Linked DNA regions of Mus musculus: regions 2 and 3 are each linked to region 1. A link is a contact called in public HiChIP or PLAC-seq and promoter capture Hi-C data. All regions are on one chromosome and are shown on one strand. Each heading gives the region's core, a stretch centred on a gene start, on an enhancer-like site or on the middle of the called end of the contact. The rest is flanking DNA. Distances are from core to core; before and after follow the strand shown. Region 1 holds the start of Myo1c (myosin IC). Region 2 holds the start of Gemin4 (gem nuclear organelle associated protein 4). Region 3 holds the start of Vps53 (VPS53 GARP complex subunit).

Region 1 (4,714 bases), core at 1,556-4,055:
TCTAAATTAAGCGAGGCATGATAGGGTACTTTTTGTAATCTCAGCACTAGGGAGGCTGAGGCAAGAGGCTGCTGAGTTCCAGGTCAGCCCGAGTTCCACAGTGAGACAAGAGTCTGCCCTGTGCCCAGCGCTGACCTGCCTGGCAGGCAGTACTGTGCTTTCCCTGTTAGCCTCAGTGAAAGTCGCCCCAGAGCAGTTCCTCCAGCCTTTCCACCAGAGGTCAGGCTCCAAAACACTGGGTAAGGGCCACTGGATGAACCAGTTCTGCTGTCAGCCCCGCTCCCCATAGTCCCAGTACACATCCGGGTAGGAAGAGCCCCAGCGGTGCTTTTAGGGATTAAGTCTTGGGTCACTCACTGGCTTAAGGTGTACTCTAGCCTGAAGCCAACCTTAAGCCCAGGGCCATGCTGTGGGGTCCTCGAGTGTTCCCCAGTTGCCACCCCTAAACATCAGTGGTCACACTACACAGGTTTCTGTCCTAGGTCACTGAGGAAAACTGTGCAGTCCTGTTAACTGTTGGGAGGGATCAGAGCAGCACTACCTTAGTTGTTTCAAAGCGGTCCTGGGTTTCAGTTCCATTCCTCGTACAAGTCTAGAAATCTTGAACGAACAAGGCTTCTCACCTACCTACTCTCAGTTCCCCCTTCTAAAATAGGATAACAACATAACTCATGGTGGTACGTCCGGCACTGACGGGAGTGACATAAGCTAAGAACACAGGAAGCGCCTGGCATGGCGGTGTCCCTCACACCCTTGGTTCCTCACTTCACTTCCCCTCTCTGGACTCACGCTCCTGTCCAGAGAGGTGGAGCAGGCTAGAAGTAGATGCCGGGACTGTGGCTGGCCTCAGGCCCGGAGGGCGGCGGCTACACGCCCTCCTTCCGATGCGGGGCGGTGGCTGCGGGGGCGCCAGCGGGCATCCTAGGAATGCGGCTGCGCCGCTCGGGATGGGTGAAGTCCGTCGGACCCCTCCACGCGCGGATTCCCCTCATTCCAGCCGCTTGACGCGGCGGGGCGGGACGGGGCGGGGCAGGGCGGGCACTGCGGCCTCGAAGCCCCTCCCCTTTCAGTGCGCTCCTCCCACCAAGACTCCTCTGGCTGGAGAGGGAGCTCAATGAGGCCGCGGTAGGGGGAGGGGAGCGAGCCCATGCTAGTGCTGGGGACTCCAAGCTCTCCCACCTCAGGTCTTCTAATGCTCTGGGGTGGACTGAAGGTCGTATCCTCTCTATGCTTTTAAACCTGGGGGCATCGTAAAGGGCGCTCCCCTTTGCCCTGTCTTTCACCCATCTTCCACCTGCAGCACCCATTCCCCTGGCCCGCTCCAAAGGGCTTCGTTCCCCAGCTGGCGCCGCACACCACCCCCACCCCCGGGTTGTGGCTCGAGCTGTTGTTCACGAAGTAATGAACCATCCTTCCCCTTGAGGCCGCAAGGCAGCACCTGTCGCAGACTCACCTCCTCCCCAGGGAGTCCCCGTCCAAGGGGTGGGGCGCTTTGGTGCTTTGGGTTCTTACTCCCCCTATCCTCCCTAGACCAAGTGTATACCCTCGGTATATGCTTCAGGTTCCTTACAAAGGGCGAGGAATAGATAAGGCACTTGAGAACCCTTTGCAAATGGTAGATATAGGGGCGGACGCTTTCTTCACTAGACAAGAAGATTGGACTCTCCCCCAAGTCCCTCAGTGCGTGTAGAATGAAAGAGGAAGAGGGTAGTAGTGGTGTTGATGGCTTGGTCAGTGCTTCATTTCAGGCAACCCAACAATTCTGGCAAGTATCAGCCAATCGGCCTCTTAAGGCACTTACTCATGATCATCATCCTGCTAGTAAGCAAAGGCCAGGCTGGTTTTGTTGTTGTTGTTTTGTTTTACCGTAGACATCCATATGCCACAAGAGGTGGCAACTGACCCAAAGTCCACTCCACTCCTCTCACACACTCTTCTCGGGCCTAAAAAGGGCTGATGTCGTCAGAGAACCAGCGAGGGTGCTGGACAGACAAGGAAGACAGCTGATGGCCTGTGTTCAGGGAAGAGCGGAGATCCAGAGGGAAGAGAAAGAAGGGAAGAGAGGAGAGGAGCCCATGGGGCAGGGCACTGAGTCCGGAGGATATTCAGGCTGGAACATAAGGTTATTGGCTGCACACGTAGGAAAGTCAGAAGGGTGCTGCCTACTCGGCAAACAGGCTTCTTTAGGGGTCATGCTGGGTCAAAAAGGGCACCCTGCTCTGACCCTAGGATTTGTTTCTTAGCTAGGGAAGAGATCTTTCAAGAGATGTTTCTCTTCTGGCTCTCTTGGCACAAGTTTGTAATCTTAGTACTCAGGAGGCTGAGGCAGGAGGCATCTTGAGTTCCAGGCCAGATTGGGCTCCGTAAAGAGACCCTGTCTCAAACAATTTCTTTTCTAAGGATTTAAAGAATGGAGCCAGTCCTTTGGGAGTGTGTATGGGGGTGGACAGTGTCCCGTACAGAGGCTCCGCCTGTCCCGGGGCGCCGGCCGTATTTGGACATTTCGTTCTATTTTTAACTTTCCCGGGACTCGAGGTTGGGGGTGGGGAGAGAAATCCTGCTTCCCCGGTGACCCACGGGCTTCAGCCCTCGTCTCGCGCGGGGTGTCCAGCCCCGTGCTGTAGACACGAGCCCGGAAGTGAGTTCCGGAGCTGTGTAGACGCGGCGGCCGCGCGGGTTCCGGGCCCCACCCTGGAACTAACGACGTTCCTCCTGGAAAACCTGACTCAGGCGGAGCCCGCGGCACGCAGGAGGCCCCGCCCCTCGCGCGCCCCCTCTTAGGTCCCGAACCCCCTCCCACCCAGCCCGGCCAGGCCGGCTGCAGTGGGTCCTAGGGTCGGGACTCCGAGCCCCCTGAGCCAAGGGGCCTGCAAGGGGCGGTGCAGGGGGCGGGCTGGCCCCTCCCTCGGTTACGCCGCGGCCGAGTACAGACCAAGAGGCGCGGGCAGCGGAGCGGGGCGCCGGGTCCGGCAGGATGCGCTACCGGGCATCGGTGAGCATGGGCGCGGGCAGGTTTGGGGTCCAGGGTATCTCTCGGTGGCCCGCGGCGCTCCAGGGCCGGCCTTGAAGCGGGCGCGGCCCAGGAATTTCGGTGGAAGATGTCCCTGAAAGTTGCTAGAACAGGAGGCCGAGGCGGAGAGGGCTGCAGAACGCTCGAACCCAGGACCATGTGGTCGCCCCTGGTGATGGCTAAGACCCCTCCCACTTGAGGACCAGGGGGCGTTGGCTGCGGTGGTGTTTGGCAGCAGCTTCGGGCTGGGTGGGTCAGGGGTGGGCAGGTCTGAGGGAGACAGGCCCTGGACTTGAGGGGTGACGGAGAAGCAGAGAACTGAGCAACTAGGGCTAGAAACCAGGGTCAGGGGAGACTTGGTGACCTCCCTGGAATTTACAGCGGCTCCCAGTACCTTCCTCTTCCTTGACACCCCCCTACCCCAGCATTTTCTAGATCTGCAGGCCCTCTTTGAAAGGAAAGCTCTGCTTAAGACGCGGCTTGAGGGTCTAGCTAAGCCTGTACCTGCCCCACCCTTGGGTGGCAGCTGGGTTTCCCCTGGGAGAACCCTCCACCTCCTGAGGCTTCTCAACGGTGGAGGAGCTGCGGGAGGAGGGGGGGCGGGGGGGGAAGCCTAGCAGCTGGAGAGGAGGGAGTGGCTCCAGTTGAGGGAGGGCAGGCCACCCGCTTCTGGGGTGGGCATCAAGTCCAGCTGAGGTGGTGGCCCATGGGGAAACCCTCTCCTAGGACGTGAGCTCTGGCTTGATCCCTAAACAACTTCTACTTCTGGGAATTTGGGGTGGATGGGAGTTGGAGAGATGGCCCCTCCCTGTCTGCAGAATTCCCTCTGAACCGTTTGTCCTCCAAAGCACCTGTAACACGTAGCTGGGATTTGAGGTCACCTGAACTAACCCACTCCTGTTCTCTGAAGAGGAAGCAGTCCTGAGAAAGGAGGAGGTTTGTCCAAGGTCAACACCAGCATTCTTTCTGCCGTTCCTAGGAGCTCCTTGTCATGTCCCACCTTCCTCAACTCAAAATGCCGCTGCCCTGGATTCCATGCAGTCGTTCAGTGTCTGCTGGGCCCTTTGTGCTCCTATGGGCTGTGTGCATGGTCCATATGTCCCATAGGGTCTCTTATCTGCATTCCAGCATCCTGCAACCCAGCCATATGTCCGGAACATGTTCTGTAGCCTGTGTCCAAAGTGTCCCTGCCTTCTACATCCTGCAGGCAGGGTAGGAAACGAGACTTTAACCTGCAGACTCTGACAGCGTCTTGTGGCTGGTTCCTCACAGGCCCTGGGCAGTGACGGGGTTCGAGTGACCATGGAGAGCGCCTTGACTGCCCGAGACCGGGTAGGGGTGCAGGACTTTGTCCTGCTGGAGAATTTCACCAGTGAGGCTGCCTTCATTGAGAACCTCCGGCGGCGGTTCCGGGAGAACCTCATTTATGTGAGTGCCATGAGCACGGCTGGGCCCAAGGACCTAGGGGAAGGTGGCAGCAGGAACCTTCAGGAAAAGCCTCTGACCCTTCTCCCCCACCCCCCCAACCCCCAGACCTACATCGGTCCTGTCCTAGTCTCTGTCAATCCCTACCGAGACCTACAGATCTACAGCCGGCAGCATATGGAACGCTACCGTGGTGTCAGTTTCTATGAAGTACCACCTCATTTGTAAGTGATTCCCTTGCCTTTCCAGGAGTGACCTACCCTGTCCTCTTGCAAGATG
Region 2 (4,714 bases), core at 1,016-3,515, 560 kb after region 1:
TAAGAACTGACATTTAAAGGGAGGCCATGTGGGGGTTTAATCAAGATAATGGATTCAAATCCTAACTCAGTTGTTAAAACATGATGTGACTTTACACTTTACTGAGTCTCCCGTCTGCATACATGAGAATATATGTATGCATATATACATGAGACTATAATCTTCATGGTATGGGAACCACATGACACAGGACATACACTAATCACACTTTTGTAACTATTCTGGTATTGTTACCTTTTTGAAGCATCTCCCAGGTATGGAAGAATTGGATGGGTTATATAAGCTATCTTAACCATAATCAGACCATCAAGAGCCTGATTTAAATGCTCAAGTGTTGGCAGGACTAGTCTTGTCAATATTTTGTCTCCTCCAGTGCAGAAACAGACGGGCACAGGTCTTTCCCAAAGTGTATAATCTGGCCTAGAAGCTGAGTGCAACACCTTGTCACGGTCACTGCTAGCTCTCTCCTCAGTCCTCTATGCTCCCAGAAACACATCTGCCCTATTCTCATAGGCCAGAGTCGGCAGCAAAAGTACTGACTCCAGTGAACAGCTGTGGTGGCCTATCCCGTTAGTCCCAGCTCTCTAGTGATGCAGATTTTTATGAGGCAAGCCTGGTCCACGTACTGAGTTTCAGGCTAGCCAAGGCTACATCATGGCTACCATCTCAAACTTCTCCTACCCCCAGGGAAAAAAAAAAATTACTGACACCAGGCAACTAAAAAATCTCCTGGCCACTAACCATTTACTGTCACTGCCTGCCCACCCCAAATCAAGGCTCAGCACTCCCACAAAACCCAGACCTGAAGGCAATCCAGGGTTCTTTCTGTCTCAGGTTGGTCTGCCGGCCCCCGAACACATTTCCTTATAACTGTAAATGACATTTTATTGCATTAGACATCGGCTTAGCAGAGCAAATGTCTGCGGCCAAACATGTGCCTTTCAGAGACTGTGTACATGTGGCTTGAGAAAAGTCCCAGACTCAGCTCATAGCCAGGGGAAACTCAAAGGCTTTTTTTTTTTTTTTTTTTTTTAAATCAGTAGCTGGTGCTAGGAAGTGACTGGTTACTTTGGTAGGCACTGTGCTGGGTGGCATACTTGTATTTTTTTCTGAGATAGGCTCTTGTTATATAGCTGGAACTGGCTTGAAACTATACAGACCAGGTCGGCCTAGAATTTTGAGATCCTCCTGCCTCTGCTTCCAGAGTGCTAGTTAGACATAAGCTACCACACCCAGCTTGACACCTATAAAAATCATGTAATCGTCAAACTAACTTCTTGAGGATTATAACTCCTGTTTTGGAGATGGGAAGCTAGAGGCCCAGGCACAACTTTGCAAGGTGTCTCAACTAGGGAGTCAAGCCTTGGCAGCACTCTTCACAGCTGCAGGGCACGAAACTACCATTCCACACTAAAGAGCTGGCTAGGGACAAAGACATTTCTCCACAGCGTATTATTTGCAAATCTTGGAGTACTTCCCAGGACGGCCTCCTAGTCTTACCCTCTAAAGAGCACACCTAGCAGGGTGGAGAGGGTTGGCAGATGGCCACAGATTTCTATCAACTCCGCCTTACTTCCAGACCTCGCCTAGGAGGATACTCCAAACCAAGCAGCACTCGAATTCGGATTCAAAAAGTGAAATCTCAGGCTGCGCAACTCCTGCTCACAAGAGAGGGGTGGGGGTGGGGTGGTCGCTTTGCGTGAGTCAACGAATGGGGTCCTGTTATGCACGTGGTCGCAAAGAAAACGCCAAGCCTCTGGGAGAAAGACAGTATCAGTATTTTTGCTTTATGCACTAGGCGACCTAATAAGAAACATGTTCACTAACTCGGCAGTCATTTAATAACGAAGAACTCTCCGGACGTCCGTCCCTCCCAGCCCGGCATTTCCGAAACACGTGCAGTAGCCCTGAGCATTTCCAGGAGAATCAAGGCTATATTCGCTCCCGGTTTCCCACTGGGAAGACACTACGAAGGACGGAGGAGGACTCTAGGAGACCGTCATGTGGTGGGGCTACAGGATGGAGGCCGGCCTCGCGACTGCGGGTCCCCCAAAACTCCTCAAGCCCCCAGCCTCCCGAGCACCGTAGGAGCAGTGCAGAGCCTCAGCCTGCCCAGGAGGTGCTTTGGGGGGGTGCGGCCCAGGGGCCGGAGTAGGGAAGTGGGAACCCACCTAGGTCCATGGCGGCGACGCTGGCGGCGGGCTAGACCGCCCCTCCTAGTCCAAGGCCGCGAACGCGTTGCCCGCGCCACGGCACAAAGGGCGGCGCTACAGGCGCGTCACAGGCTCCGCCCACAGCGCTTCTCCGCTTCCGTGCTGTAGTCTGCTAGCCGCTGCCGTTCAAGGCGCACGCGTACTCCTCTCCAACAAGCTCGCAGCGTCGAAGCCACCCTAGCCACAGCGCCCCCTCTCGGCCTAGGCTTCCCAGCCTTCTTAACCACAGGTACTGTTGGCTGTCTCCATGTGGAACCTGACCCCTTCAGGCAAGGAGGTCGAACCCCTTAGTCCAGACCCCTCATTCACCCTCACTCAGGAACCCCGGGCAGCTCTCGCCCCGGATTCACCCACATGGAATAACTTTCCTTCAGCTGTGTACTAACCAGCAGCGGATCCACGGGATTCATCCCCCCCCCCCCCAAGACACACAAAACTCCCTATATGCTTGCTTTTCATGCTGCACTATCTCCTATAGGCAACAGCAGAGTCAACTTTCAGAGCTCATAGGTGCTTTTATAACTTTGAAGGGCAGTCACACTGGAAAAAGCTCTGCGGGGCAGGAGCAATTGAATGGATTCCTGGTCCTCGATTTGTACGTTATTAAACACACAAACGCCCCGTGTTCATCCCACACATTATCTCTTTACCCCTTCTTTCCAAGGCCTAACAATAACATGGTTTGCTTATTTCCAACTTTCTTCTAGTACCCCGCATCACTTAAAAACAGAAGCATTGCCTCTGGTATACCAATGAGCCAAGTGGAGTTTGAAATGGCCTGTGCTTCACTCAAGCAGCTGAAGGGGCCTGTGAGTGATCAGGAGAAACTGCTGGTGTACAGCTTTTACAAACAGGCCACCCAGGGCGACTGTAACATCCCTGTCCCTCCTGCCACAGATGTGAGAGCAAAGGCCAAATATGAGGCCTGGATGGTAAACAAAGGGATGTCCAAGATGGATGCCATGAGGATCTACATTGCTAAAGTGGAAGAGCTGAAGAAAAAGGAGCCATGCTAAGAGCATTTTGGCAGACACAAGGAAGTAGCATGGCTCCACTGGTAGGGGACGGGTTTAAGATTCCTGATGGCTGAAACACACTGAAAGGGTAGCAGCGTTAGCAGAAACACCAATAAATCATTCAAACTGCATGAGAGTGGAGTCTGTGGCAAAAGAGAAACTTTGAGGGTCCTGGAGAAGTATTTAGATGTGTAGAAGCCTCTCTCTGCTGGGTGAAACTCCATTAATCTGCCTTTCTGTGGTCTGACTGGCATTAATAGTCTTCCCAGTTCCACAATGTGTGTGGATATTTGGCAGAAGAGCAAAGAGGTGGGGTGAATCATGCTATTAAAATAACCAGGGGTGGGGGCTTGGATCTGTATTATCAGGGGTTATCAACACACCAAGAACCCAACAGTACAGAGGAGAAAGGGGCTCTGCCTTCTAAAGAGCTAAAGACAAATAGAAAAGCCCTCACCTAGAACACAGGTCCAGAGAAGTTAGGATTTTGATGGAACTCAAACTTTGAGTGACATGGTGAAGTGGGTCATGCATCACGCACAGCAGCTGAGGGACAGGGAAGAAGGGTGGCCTCAGCATCTCAGTGCCTGAAAGAATCACCTAAGCCTTAGCAACCTAAATGTTCTTAACCTAGGTTTCTGCTTGGGGCCCAGTGATGGACGGACACACACATGCACACGCACATGAACGTACGCACGTGTGGCTCATGTAAGTGCCGGTGTCCATCACTACAGAGGCATCAGTGTGCTAAAATTGTGCCCAGAAGTTGGCAAATGAAGTGTTAAAGTAGAATTCTTAACTTCGTGGTAGCATGGTAGTATGTGTCTTGTCTGAAGCAAGCAGTACTTGCCTGGCACCAGGGTTTGCTCTCTAGCAAATCTGGTCATATAACAGCAAGTTTCTCTAGGCAGTTGGGTGGGGGGTGGGAGCTATACTTTGTTTTATGAGATAGGACTTGGCTGATCTGGATTCACTCTATAAACCAGGCTGGCCATCAGGGATCCATCTGATTCTTCCTCCTGAGTGCTGCATTTAAAGTATGAGCCACCATGATGGCTATAAAGTTTATTGTTTATCATTACATTTTTTTTATTGTGTGCACTGTGTGTGTGGGTGTGAGGGTGCCAAGTGTGCATGTGAAGGTCAGAACACAATTCAGAGTTGGTTCTCTCCAACTTTTACATGGGTTCACAGGATCAAACTCAGGCTGCTAGGCTTTCCTGGAAAGCATCTTTACCTACAGGGCTCTTTGTGGGCCCTATGATGGCCATTTTCTCTCTCTCAGTGATGCAGATATAGGCCAGACTAGACCAGATTAAAAGATTGTAGGGAATTGGCTCTAATGCTTTGTTTTAATTCATCTCCCCAAAGCCTTATTTCCAAATGCTGAGGGTCCCTGCCCCCAGGTGTCTTTGATCAGTACTAAAAAACTGCCATACAGCCAATGACTGGGCAAGGGGCAGAAGGAGATGAAGAGCAGGCAGA
Region 3 (4,714 bases), core at 1,126-3,625, 520 kb after region 1:
TCACTTCCTAACTGCTCCCAGTTTCTTCATTCTTCTCTTCCTGTTCCTGGGTCTAATCCCAGGCATTAACAGATTTCACACAACGCAGCCCTTGACTTAAGCTACTTCATCCGGTGACACCTATAGAGAGAATGCCAGGCCTCAGTGTTGGCAGAAAAATTCTAGATTTACCAAAAGATGTCTAGACACTGTACTGCATGGGCAGTTTAAGGGATTTCAAGGGGACTCATGCACAGGTCACATACACAAAAATACAGTACAAATCTTAAAAGGTTGAGAATTTTTTAAAAAGATTTATTTGTTTTATGTATATGAGTACACTGTAGTTCTCTTCACACACACCAGAAGAAGGCATCAGACCACATTACACATTACAGGTGGTTGTGAGCCACCATGTGGTTGCTGGGAATTGAACTCAGGACCTCTGGAAGAGCAGTCAGTGCTCTTAACCGCTGAGCCATCTCTCCAGCCCAAAGTTGAGAATTTTTGCAATTTGGGTGACACTAAAGAATATCCCTGGGGGCTGGTGAAATGGCTCAGTGGGTAAGAGCACCCGACTGCTCTTCCGAAGGTCCGAAGTTCAAATCCCAGCAACCACATGGTGGCTCACAACCATCTGTAACATGATCTGACGCCCTCTTCTGGAGTGTCTGAAGACAGCTACAGTGTACTTACATATAATAAATAAATCTTTAAAAAAAAAAAAAAAAGAATATCCCTAAGAGTCTTCTCTTCCCAACAAGAAGTTTTTTGTTGACTAAAGTCTCCTGTCAACTATATTAAGATGTATGGTCATAATATTAGAAGTAACTGTGTAGGTTTTTGTAAGGTTTTGTTGATAGAGGGAGAAAGATCTTCCTTAAGGGAACTGACATGGGGTTATAGTGTAAGAAGAAGCACATTAGGAGCTATGGATATTGCTTTGTGGTAAGACACTTATCTCATGTGCCAAGGATTTGTTCAACCTCCAATACTAATAAAAAAGAAAGGAAAGAAAGAGTGTGTCTCATTTAATGGCTATTGGGAAGGTAGCCCAAGTAAAATAATTCTACTACTAATAATTAGCATATATGGACCATTAATACTTTATTTTTTTGTTTTTCAAGACAGGTTTCTCTGTGTATCCCTGGCTGTCCTGGAACTCACTTTGTAGACCAGAGGTTGGGGAGACGTGTGCATGTGTATGTGTGTTTTGTCCAGGAGTAGTTTTCTCCCTCTATTTTGAGGATCCTGGGGAAGAGACTCAGGTCAGCAGGCTTGGTGGCACAGTGCCTTTACCCACTGAACTATCTCACTAGCCCTCAGTCTTTTAGTTATGGTACAGATTTGTCTTAGTTTGCTTTACATTGCTGTGATAACACAGCATGACCAAAAACAACTTGTAAAGTAAATAATTTATTTGGATTACAGGTTATAGTATGTCGTCATCAGGTGAAGCCAAGCCAGGAAATGGAGCAGAAATCACGAAGGAATGTTACTTACTGGCTTGCTTTCCATGGCTTGCTCAGCTTGCTTTTCTATACAATCCAGAACCTGCTGCCCAGGGGTGGTACCTCCCACAGTGGGCTGGGCCATTCTACAGCATCAACCAAGAAAATGCCCCCACAGATTGCCCGTGGGCCAATCTGATGGAAGCAATTCTCAACTGAGGCTTCCTTTTCCCAGATGACTCCAGCGAGTGTCAAGTGCGCGCGCACGCGCACACCAGCACAAGGGTCATTTTCCAGTATGCCGCCCCACAACCCTATTCTGTCATTCGTTTCCGCAATGGAAGTATCCCACTGCCAATTCCAAACCACTCCAAGAGTTTAACCAGAGAAATGGAAGAAGCCGCACTAGCTGGAAAATGAATAGAGTCTTAAAATCAACCATAATCCGAATTCTCTAGTCACGGGGCTCCCTCTAGGTTTATCCTGTCAAAGAGGACAGCTCGGCCCAAACTCAGCAGGGCGTAACAACCTCGGAAACACAGAGCCTAGAGAAGACGTGTTCGGTCCCCAGGCTGAAAAACCCATCCCCACCTTTACCACCATCCAGACTTCCGCTCAGCATAAGAACCGCCACCTTTCCAGCCTAGCAGGGGAGATTCGACCCTGGCCTAGAGCTGCCCCTTCCACCGCAGCTTCCTCCCGAGGGGGTGGAGCGCTCACCTGCTCGATGGCGAGTTGCACCTCTGGCGTGAGCTGCAGCACAGCCTCCAGCTCCTCCACAAACTCCAGTTCCTCCTCCTCCATCATCCCGCCGCTCAGCCCCCGACGCCCTCTCCAATCCTGCTCGCGACCTGTCTGTCACCAGGACCCCAGAAGAGCAAGCCTCCAGGTACGGGGCTCGAGGGAGCCGCTACTTACTCGGCTAGCCTGGCACTTCCGGAGAACTGGGCACTTCCGGGAACCGGGGGACTCTGGGATAGCGGAGGACTGACTTCCGCAGGCATGGCTGTCAAGTCCCTGGAAAATCTCCAGACAACCCTTAACCTCAAGTTCCCTGTTCGCACGCGGCGGGTTCTTAAGATTGAAAGCCCTCTCTTCTTCGCCCAGGGCGCATCCCCCACCAGCGCCGTAGTGTCGCCCGGGCGCCCCAGAGAGCGGTAGCCACGGCAGTGTCCCAATGGATGGGCAATAAGCCCCGCTGGCCATGAAGCCAACGTGCAACCCGCTCGCTGGATCCCCTTGGTCTAGGGCAGTCTGTGTCCCCCTGCCATCGGGAGTGAAATGACCCCAGCTGGTAAGTGGCAGTGTTGCCAAAGACATTTGAGGTTTGGGAGAGCTTCTGCTCCTTAGATAAGGATCTACTGGGCAGAATTGTCTGAAGCCTCCTCGCTAGGGTGGGGAGTAAGGAGAAAAGCGACCCAACGCTGGGAAGTGTTTGGTTTTTGAGACCGAATGTCCGGGCTGTACATCCTTATTTACACCCTTGATAACCTTATGATCTTGAACAAAGTATTCCCATCTGCCCTGCTTACACTACGTTAGATGGGGTGACATTAAATATGGAAGTATTATGCAAACTTAGGCAGGTAGTACAGGAAATGTTAGGGTGTTTAGCCGCGTACATTACAAAAAGAGGAGCCAGATAGCCCTGTGGAACCGCTTTTCCAGCAGGCACTGGAACAATGATGGAATTGCAGCCAAGGGAAGGGTTGCCTTACCAGTTCAACATTGTGAAAACCTCGACAGAGGAGTATCTGGCCCTGCTGAACTTTTTTTTTTTTTTCCGTACATATAGTTTTATAAAAATTGCTTCAGGAATAATATAATTTGCTTTTTTTTTTTTAGTTTTTAAAAAACATTATAGTTTTAGGAATGGAATTTTATTGTTGTTTTAGTTTGCCCCCCAAAAATGTGTGAGTAGTATAAGTTTTAGCAACAGCAACAAAAGAATGCTTTAAAATATAATTGCAGGAGGACTGTGAGAGACATCAAGATGGCTCAGCCAGTAGAGCATTTGCCCTCAAGCCTGATGCTTGAATTCATCCATCGAACCCACATGTTGATAAGAGAGTTCTAACTTCCACAAGTTACCCTCTAACCTCCACACATATATTATTGACTCATAAAAGTATTATTTTGACAATTATTTAATGACATAGCGATATATGCACAGTGTATTTCAGAAAGCAGAATATTTATTTCTGAGAGCAAAATTGGCTGGGTGTGATGGTACAAGCCTATAATCCCAACACTTGGAAGGTGAAGAGTAGGTGGATAAGGAAAATGTACTGTCTCAACCAAAAGCAAATGACAGGGAAATATATTTTTTCTTTATTTTCCCACACATCTACAATCAACATATGGTACTTTTTTTTGTGTTTGTTTGTTTGTTTGTTTGTTTTTCAAGACAGGGTTTCTCTGTGTAGCCTTGGCTGTCCTGGAACTCACTCTGTAGACCAGGCTGGCCTCGAACTCAGAAATCTGCCTGCCTCTGCCTCCCAAGTGCTGGGACTAAAGGCATGCGCCACCACTGCCCAGCTTTTTTTTTTTTTTTTCTCCATATGGTACTTTTATTATCAGAAACCATAGGTGCTGTCTGGATGTGGTGGCACATGCCTATAAATACCAGGATTCTGGGACCTGAAGCAGAAAGATGGAGAGTTTGAGGCTAGCTGGACTATGTAATGAAATTCTGTCTTAAAAATCAAAAAACAAAGGCTGGCAAGATAGCTGAGCCATTAAAGATGCTTGTTGTTCTTCCAGAGGATCCAGGACTTAAGTTCAGTTTCCAGCACCTTCATTGAGCAGCTGGCCACCGTGGAACTCCAGCTCCAAGGCATCAGACATCCCCTCCAGGAACACCCACACACAAGATGCACATATACATAATTTAAAAATAAAGGGGACAGAGAGATGGCTCAGCAGTTAAGAGCACTGGCTGATCTCCCGGACGACCTGGATTCAATTCCCAGCACCCACATGGTGGCTTACATCAGTCTGTAACTCCAGTTCCAAGGGAGCCAGCACCCTTTTATAGCTTCCTTGGACACCAGGCATGCACACGGTCTACACATATACATACAGGCAAAACACCCATACACGAAGAATTAAGAGATAAAAATAAGGTAAAGCTGAAAGGTGAAAGCGGGGTAGAGTGAGAGGAGAGAGAGAGAGAGAGAGAGAGAGAGAGAGAGAGGAAAGCATGTGTATCATTCTTGAAGGAACAGGAATGTGCAGTTTTATCGTGCCTTATTTTTCTATTTTAAATTAGATAGAATTTGCAT

What was found. HiChIP or PLAC-seq counts read pairs in DNA pulled down with a chosen protein or histone mark. Capture Hi-C pulls out chosen DNA fragments and counts their contacts.
Region 2: a contact with region 1 is called in a promoter capture Hi-C map of adipose tissue. The contact joins the promoter of Gemin4 here to the promoter of Myo1c in region 1. A contact is called at or near these places in 3 of 39 promoter capture datasets (hippocampal neurons, liver and pre-B cells), 3 of 115 datasets of contacts at active chromatin or transcription factors (astrocytes, embryonic forebrain and memory CD8 T cells) and 2 of 9 other capture datasets (adipose tissue and liver).
Region 3: an H3K27ac HiChIP or PLAC-seq map of microglia shows a contact between it and region 1, with 6 times the contacts expected there. The contact joins the promoter of Vps53 here to the promoter of Myo1c in region 1. A contact is called at or near these places in 3 of 39 promoter capture datasets (the SN4741 cell line, cranial neural crest and pre-B cells), 1 of 484 Hi-C or Micro-C datasets (cortical neurons), 8 of 115 datasets of contacts at active chromatin or transcription factors (the NIH/3T3 cell line, astrocytes, bone marrow-derived dendritic cells and 5 more) and 2 of 9 other capture datasets (adipose tissue and liver).

The regions. Positions count from the first base shown.
Region 1 is chr11:75,653,210-75,657,923 of GRCm38.p6, forward strand. It overlaps Myo1c (myosin IC), which reads left to right and starts at 2,806. Exons shown (of 32, transcript NM_001080775.1): 1 at 2,806-2,992; 2 at 4,283-4,438; 3 at 4,544-4,659. The coding sequence starts at 2,975.
Region 2 is chr11:76,215,307-76,220,020 of GRCm38.p6, forward strand. Gemin4 (gem nuclear organelle associated protein 4) reads right to left here and starts at 2,266. Exons shown (of 2, transcript NM_177367.3): 1 at 2,172-2,266. The coding sequence starts at 2,181. Dbil5 (diazepam binding inhibitor-like 5) reads left to right here and starts at 2,307. Exons shown (of 2, transcript NM_021294.2): 1 at 2,307-2,442; 2 at 2,921-3,359. The coding sequence starts at 2,966. The coding sequence ends at 3,229.
Region 3 is chr11:76,177,263-76,181,976 of GRCm38.p6, forward strand. It overlaps Vps53 (VPS53 GARP complex subunit), which reads right to left and starts at 2,376. Exons shown (of 22, transcript NM_026664.4): 1 at 2,151-2,376. The coding sequence starts at 2,237. It also overlaps a transcript of Tlcd3a not described here.